Linked DNA regions of Bicyclus anynana: region 1 is linked to region 2. A link is a contact called in public Hi-C data. All regions are on one chromosome and are shown on one strand. The core of a region is the stretch at or near the end of the contact, and the rest is flanking DNA. Distances in the headings are between cores, read along the strand shown. Region 1 has its middle 8.0 kb from the start of LOC112055895. Region 2 has its middle 53 kb from the start of LOC112055895.

Region 1 (4,202 bases), core at 684-3,183, 45 kb after region 2:
CAGTGCAAAATAAAAATATTCATTTTGCACAGTTACAGATTCTTACACAGTATTTGTAACAGTGCAAAATAAATATTTTAAATACTTAATGGAATTCATAAAAATTATTTTTATCATCATCATCATCATTATATCAGCCGTCAACTGCAAGACACTGCCTTTTTTAGAGACTTCCAAACATCACTATCTTGATTCCTGATCCTGCATCCAGCGAATCCCTACGACTCGCTTGATGTCGTCACTCCACCTGGTGGGGGTCGACCAAAACTGCGCTTTCTTGTGCTCTTCGCTCTTCGAACCATGTGCCCCGCCCATTGCTACTTTAGCTTCGCGACTCGATGAGCTATGTCAGTGACTATAGTTTTTCTGCGTATTTCCTCATTTCTGATTCAATAACGCAGAGATATTCCAGGCATTGCTCGTTCCATCGCCCACTGTGTGACTCTGAGCCTATGAAAAATAAAAAATGAAAAATGAAAAAAATCTTTATTCGTGAACTAAGTCTTACAAGTAGCAAGGGCCCCTGTACTAGGTGGATAACCCGTATTATTGGGTACCCCGCTCATTCACCACACAGAACAACCGTAGTTAACAAATAACAGAATTATAAATTATAATATATTTAGTGTAAGTGTATTATAATATAAAACACGGCTGAAACTTACGTGATTATTGTCGGAGTAAGTATACCCTGCTCTAGTAGTGTCTAGTAGTTACTGACCCATACGAGCCCCCTCACAAAGCATACTGTGTGCGGTCCGCAGTTTAGCTCACGTTGCGTTGTGAGAACAAGCTAATGACGAAGTACCCCGTATGAGTTTGAAAGTATTCGCGCATACTTCGACAATTATCACATAATATGGTTTACTACATACTATGGTGTTTATTGTTATATTTGGTCAATAATTTTATAATTATTATTTAATCATAAAATTACTACCGGCGTTGGCGTTTTACCGCGTAAATTTCAAATTTAAAATAATTTTGATTTATTCTATCAATTTAATACAATTTTAATGAATTCTGTGGTAGTTTAGGATTAAAATATATTTATTGTACAATTTTAGATGTACATACAAGTACAAGGTTTGAAAGAGAGCGTTTTTGGCGCGAAAATTTAAAGCAACATCAACCTTGCGAATGACGTACGAAGAATGTTACATCTTATATTATATTAAGTAGGTAGAGCTATGTATCAGAGAGCTGGGGAAGTACTACCGCTAAAGTAATAACTTCTAAACTGAGAGTACGCTTCGTAACGTAACGCGTTACGGCGCCACTTCGCCTGGTTTCCACATATACGGCAGCAGCACGGCTATTCTCTAACGATGTTTTGTATAACTCGCAAGTGCGAGGTCGAATTCACCTTTACTTGTATTAAAAGTATAAATTATGACCAATATTCCTTTATGCCAACCTTCATTGGGCCAGCGTGGTGGACTATTAGCCTAACCCCTCTCATTCTTAGAGGAGTCTCGTGCTCAACAGTGAGCCGAATATGGTTTGTTGATGTTGATAAAGATGAATATTCCTCTTTCCTGTAATGTGTAGGAGTGAGTAAGAATGCGCGGTAAATGCAACCATGACCTCTTTCTCAGTGTGTAGAAGTTATTATTTTAATTTTGAAACAATCATCCATAAGTCGCTGGATCAAATCCGGCTCGAAGGACCACTAATGATGGAAATTTCACTTTCCTTTTAATAGGATAGATTGTTTTATTGCGCATTTTTTATACGTCTTGTTTACTCAACCATTTTTGGGAGAGAGAGAGGGAAAGAGACAAAAGACGGCAAAATCATCGTTCGAAAACGAAGTTAGCATTAAACAAAAGTCAGTTTGAAAAATACTGAACAATTACCTAGCCGCCACACTATGCTATGCTCTACTATGCGCTGCCGCGAGTTGTCGCTATGTCGCCCTACCTGTGGTGCTAACATGCGACCATTGAAGAGAAATTTCGTCCAATGGCGTCGGAGTTGCCCCAGTACCATCTCTTTCGTACCGACGCAATGAAAGAGACAGCGGTATTTCTGGTTACGCCGCCATTGGTTGAATTTTGTTTATATCTCTTCACGAGGATATCTCATCGTCATATAGTATTGGCGACACTGGCCACATACTGCTTTACTCGAGGAAATATATCCACGAATATTCGCGGCCGGATGAGTATAGTGGCCCCACAACTTCCTTGCTTACTTTCCTCGCTACTTCCCACACCATTCGGGCAGTGTCTGGCTTCGGTATTAGTTGAGTATGACCGAAAAAAGACGAAGAGGAATGAGCCGTCAAGTCTTTCGGCGCGTGAGAGACCCTGGGCTTGCGTCGAGTATCTGGAATGAGTTAAACTAGGCCTGTAGCCATGTGGCACTTCAAATCTCTTTCTACAAACGCTAACGCTTCGAAAAATAAAAATATGTAGGGGATTAACAGATCCTATAATAATTTGATCACGTGACCTGCTGATAACAAATGTCATTCCGATACATTTTAAATTTTTGAAGCGTTTGCGATCGTAGTAAGAGATCGACGTGCCACATGGCTACAGGTGTGGAGGGAGATATAATTCTTTTTCTTAGGCTACAGGCCTCGTTTTCGGTCTCGCTCCCATCCGCTGAGAGTAACGCGCGGGAATTTTCAAAAACTGAATTTTACGCGGACGCGAGAGCGTCCTCTAGCAAAATATAAAGTTAAACTAAAATTAGGAACTTAAGCTAACTTATCCTAGTAATTATACAAATAATGCCCACGTGGAATGGTGGCAAAAACTTTTGCGCGCTGGACAGCCAGGTTGATTCTTTGCACAAAAAATTACTTAGTCCTTAAATCAGTTAACTAAGCAATCCACACAATACTTAGATAAGTATAATATACGGTAACAACTTAACATTTAGTTAATAGAAATACCAAAGACAGACAGACAGGTTTAAAATGTTAAGTAAGTGAATATTTTATCACTTCCAAGTCAAAAGCAAACGTTATAAAATGTTATTGCGCCCCTTATTCTGTGTTGTGAAGTAGAAAGGAGCGTGCGGATGCTTCTTATAAAAATGTAGGATCTTGGAAAAAGATCATGCTTACCCCTTAGAGGGTGGGGCAACCCCCTTCTGATTTATGGTAACATGTCGCCAGGAGCGCGTACGGCAAAACTCGCTTTTTGTCATTAACTGATTTTTATTCTGTTTCCTCCCAAAGAATCCTACATTGCATTTTTATATTCCCGATCTTTATTGTCATTCGTTGTTTTAACATGTCGTCGTAAGCAACAGTAATAATTGTAATTGGGTATTTTTTTAATTTGTTACAAACCATTAGAAAAGAGCATTATCTGAACACACATATAGATGGCGTTAGTAAACTTTTTCAATTAAGTTTTTTTCGGTGTTATATAATCAATTTATAAACATTAAATTTATATTATGTACTTGTATGTATTTATATTATGTACATTATTTTAATTACTTATGTATAACGTGTTTTTTCGGTACTATTATTTAATGATCATAGTGCCATCTTGTAGCGAATAGATATACCTAATGAAAGTAATACGAAAGATTTTATTTTAGTAAGTACTTGAAACCTTTATTTGACAATAATTATTTTAAATTTTAAATATTTTAGTGATTTATTTGCTTTTCTGTCGTATTTCACAGTGATACTTTAACGAATTAGTTAAAAATATAATAATGGCGTCATCTAGCGTTGAATAGCTACACTAACTCACAAATGGTATACATATCAAACACTGTTTATTATTTCTACTAGATGGTACTAATTCTTTCAGCATCAGAATGTGTAAAAGCTTAATATTTAATGAAACTTTAGATACCTGTAAAATGTACTATAATATTTTTTTTATTACTTTAATTTTAATCATACTGGATCATTTTTATAAATTCTTTAACAATGAAAACACAACTACATCACCAGCGAGTAATATAGGCTATATTATATCCTAGTATTATTGTTTATGAGAGGTCACAGTCCTATAACCTTCAAATCCTTCTAACTATTTACACAGCGCAACCCACGCAAATAATTCTAATTTCTACTAAATCATACATTATCTCCCTAAGTACCCACCTACGCCAACCAGCATTGGAGCAGCATGGTGGATCTACTCTCCATATCTCTTCTGTTATAGGAAGCGAGGCTTGGCCCTCTAATGAGTCAATCAAATAGGCTAACAATGTTGATATCACGT
Region 2 (4,098 bases), core at 1,001-3,500:
CCACCATTTCAGCCTCTAGGGGCTAAAGTATTTTTTTTAATATCTGTCAGTTACGAATACTAGCCAAGTTTGCCGCTACACAAGTACTAAATTACTTTATACCGAAGAAGATGTTACTCCTAAATAGAATTATCTTATGTAAGACCCTGATCGTTTGCCTTTTCCTCATGGAATAAGAAAAATAAAATTAAAGAGCAAGAATTTAAAAAAACAATTGACGTGAATAATAATTCATACTTGATTTTTTTAAGAAATTCAATGTTACTGGAACTTACTTATTTCACAACGTCAATTGTGACATCTTCATTTATAGTGAGAATTGTAACCTTATTTTGAAGATTGAACAAAAAGGAAACACCTCTTATACTATGGGTCTGTTCAGCCCCTTGTTTAACAATCTATTCATATTTTTTACTGGAAAGGTATTAAAAGTTAATAGAATGTTAGTTAAATTGACACAGAAACATCAATGAGTTCTTGAGCACTTGTCCGCATTTCTTGATTTAACGACCTTTCTGTTTTAGGTATACGAAATTGTAAGTTATTTCTAAAAATTCCTCAATATCACGTAAAAGTAACCTTTTTATTAATGTAACCTAAAAGTAACCAATGCAGTCAAAAAATCACCTAAAAGGTTACAAAAGTAACCTTCTGGCAACACTGGTCTTCACCCTACGATCACCCCATGTTCAAGGAGCGTAGGTATAGCTCGCGTTTCGACCTCTAGTATGAAGTCCAACTACTGGTTGTAATATCTTTTCTGTGGTATAGTGAATTAATAAGAATTGGCGAGCATCGTATGGTGAGATTGCAGTCAAACTGATACTAAGGTAGTTGCACATTTTTTTATAAAGGAATATGACAACGTGATAAATACTTATGCAATGAAAAACACTCTCAACACGGATCTAAAACAATAGGTACCTAGTAAGTGCTATCAGAGTGTATAAAACGGGTATTAAGGCAATGAGAATATGTTTTATAAGTGTATAAGCCGCAACGGTTCCGGCGGTGTATCGAAGAATGCGGCGCGTGAATTACCATGTTTAGGCACATGTCAGTTTGTCAATTTTGCTCTTATTTGGTTTTGATTAATTATTTTTTTTAATAGACTTGTTTCAGAGTTTGTTATTAAATCTGAAGCAAAATTGCCTACGCTATCGTCATCATCAAATCAGCTGATGGATGTCCACAACGACACATAATATGTCGTTTGTAGGGAATTTCAGACCCAATGGTCTTATAAATCAGCGACTCTTTGCGAGCCTTAGTAGGGGTATACCTACCAACCCTACGCTTTCTAGTGCGGAGTCGCCTTTTTCCCGCATCTTGGGAATTCTTTTAAGTATCTCTTTATTACGAATCTCAATCTCGTAAAGATTCTAATAATAATTAAGTAATTTTTAAAATCTAATTTAATACGTTATTGATATTCTTTTATATAATTAATTTTCCAAGTTATTCATACTTAATTGTAGTCGATCCTTAATTAATTGTTACTAACTCGAGGTGTCTTACGTAAAATATTTGCTATCTATGCTATATCACACCTAGATATTTAATTCTAATTATTATAATTAATGGGTAAATAATAAAAAATATAGACAGTTAAATACTTAATAATAATTTATTTAATAAGTGTAAATAAAATCATGAATCAAGTCCCAAAAAGCGAGTAAATAATTTACACAAAGTTTGCACAAGAGGCGAACTACAAAGCGGCAAAGTGAGCAGACAAACGTATCAATTACTAAATTGAATTAAATGCTATAAACCGCGCGGACAAGCGGCACCGCAAGCGATCGCCGATCCGCAGCGCATCGCTCGCATCGCATTAGCTACTGCCTACTGACAGATAGCGTACGTGTGTGAACCACGCACTTTACGTTACGTGACGCTTACACACGCGCCAACTTATACCTGCACCCCGCTTAACCCAAATTAACCTCTGTGCCCCCGTCATAACATCTCCACAGACACAAACATAACATTGCCGCTTACAAAACGCGCACCCGCCACCGCATCGGGTGGCGAAGTACGGCAACGTCGCGCCCAAATTTATTGTGACACAAACTACAAATCGGTACGCCTAACGCCATCTATGAGTGCCGCGGGAACTAGATGCTCGGCTTCTAGAGCGAGACGGAAGCACTTGACTATATCACTTTCACAGTCTCGTACTTCAAGCAAAGCGGTTTGCAGTGTACAGTTTGTTTGTGTCTGTAAACAGCGCGCCCGCCGAGGTGTACCGCGCATGAATGAAATGGATGACCCGCAGAATGGGAGAGCACTCTACATATACCGTAGGTGTGAGAGGGATAGAGTAAAAGCGCGAAGCGTGCAGCGTACATCGTTTATCAGATTACATGCGAAGTATCGCGAGCGTGGCGATGTTTTGACACGCGATAATCATGAGATAATGCGGGCAATCTCAACGACGTTAAAGTTGATATTGGCTTTTTATAGCGGCAAGTGGAGCGTTGGCAGTAGTAAGTAGACAGAATAATACCAAAATAAAAATAGCGCGCGCTGTTTGACTGACGTATGCAGCCAGGTGACTCTTCAATTTTACACGCAACAGAAAATTAGCGACCGCGCGTCATTTGTATTTGACAAATGTTTCGCTCGGCTTTAAATGTTTAGATAAGCTATCATAACAGTAATTTAATTTGCTTTAATTATTCATTGTAACATTTTATTATTTTTGGTAAATTTGTTTTATGTTGTTGTTGACCGATTAAAATTGTTACTAACATAATATTTTAAATATCAAACAAGATAGGTACTCTATTTATGTATCTAATTTTGTATTAGGTATAACGATTTTCTCTACCCGTAGGTACCTAGTTAATCCAAAATTAATTAATCCAATCTTTCAGTTTTTTTTTAAATAGAGAGAGAGAATTTTTTTTTACGTTGGTCTTAAAAAAAGAATTTGTACAAACACGCACAGAATATTAAAAAAAAACACAAATATCACTACCTAAGTAGATAGGTAGTTATTTTCTGTTATTTTTTTTTTAGATTTTAGCCTTAACTGATATCTTAGACTACTCTAATTCTTATTTAATTACCATTAGTACCCTAGGTCTACCATTGATAAAGAGCTCACGTATTAATTTAATTTACCACTAATTCAATCAAATAAATCAAAATATTTTTGAACATACAATTTATATCAAAGCCCTGTGTAGAGTATAAGCGATTCAATTTTTACAAAACTGCCATAAAATTACAGGTGCTGCCATCTGTTGATGAGTAGCACAAACAAATAATAATTATACATCAAAAGTAATTTTATTAAACAGGTAGTTAGTTTACACAATTTTAACCTTAATGTTCCATTGCTTAATAATTTACAGAGATGATCTAGAATAATCCTATCCTAGAAAGTTATTACAGAACGAAAGATGAAATCTTGATGTAGGCTCAACATTGCATTATCACAATAGAAAGTAGGTACATTTGTTTATAAATAAAATGCAAATCACGTGTTAAAATCTCAGACTGAAAATTCCAAAATCTCGTAGTAAATAGACAGCAGTAGCAATCGAAATTCCTTGACCGTTATTTCTGGATCAATCATGTTTATCTTATAGTCAGCTCCGTAAACGCTGCGTGTTATTTTAGCTTCGAATTTGTTTTCTCTTATTTTAGTAATTTTAGATGTTTTTGGATTTTCGAATTTTAGTTAGGCTTTTAGCGAATTGATACCACCCACAGAGTTGCATTTTGAGTGAAATCTTCTAATGTGTTTACTTTTAATTAATTAAATGGATAATGTTTTAAACTAATTATTTTAAACTTTTAAAAATAATGTTATGGCGTTAATAAGCGTGCCTTATAAACACTATAGTAGATATTTTGTCCGTTAAGCAATGTTCAAGTCTATTGTAAATTGGAAAAAATGACCGGGTTTAGAGATCCAGATCTTACAAGTCAACTAAGTGCACTTTTTAAGGGCGACATTACACACAACATATTACACATTTAATTATACATATGATTAAAATATATAAATAAAAACATATACTATCGGTTGATAAGCTATATTACAGGCTATACATCGCTAAAAATATTATCTAATAAAACGTGCTT

The links. A called contact is a pair of places that touch in the nucleus more often than the background predicts.
Region 1: a contact with region 2 is called in a Hi-C map of whole larva, with 7 times the contacts expected there. The contact joins two enhancer-like sites. A contact is called at or near these places in 2 of 2 Hi-C or Micro-C datasets (whole body and whole larva).

The regions. Positions count from the first base shown.
Region 1 is chr12:10,274,083-10,278,284 of ilBicAnyn1.1, forward strand. No RefSeq gene overlaps it. Among protein-coding and RNA genes, the nearest start is that of LOC112055895, 8.0 kb to the right of the region's middle. Within about 2 kb of position 1,934, at least 7 of the 8 cell types and tissues checked have open chromatin away from gene starts, as enhancers often do.
Region 2 is chr12:10,229,086-10,233,183 of ilBicAnyn1.1, forward strand. No RefSeq gene overlaps it. Among protein-coding and RNA genes, the nearest start is that of LOC112055895, 53 kb to the right of the region's middle. Within about 2 kb of position 2,251, at least 8 of the 8 cell types and tissues checked have open chromatin away from gene starts, as enhancers often do.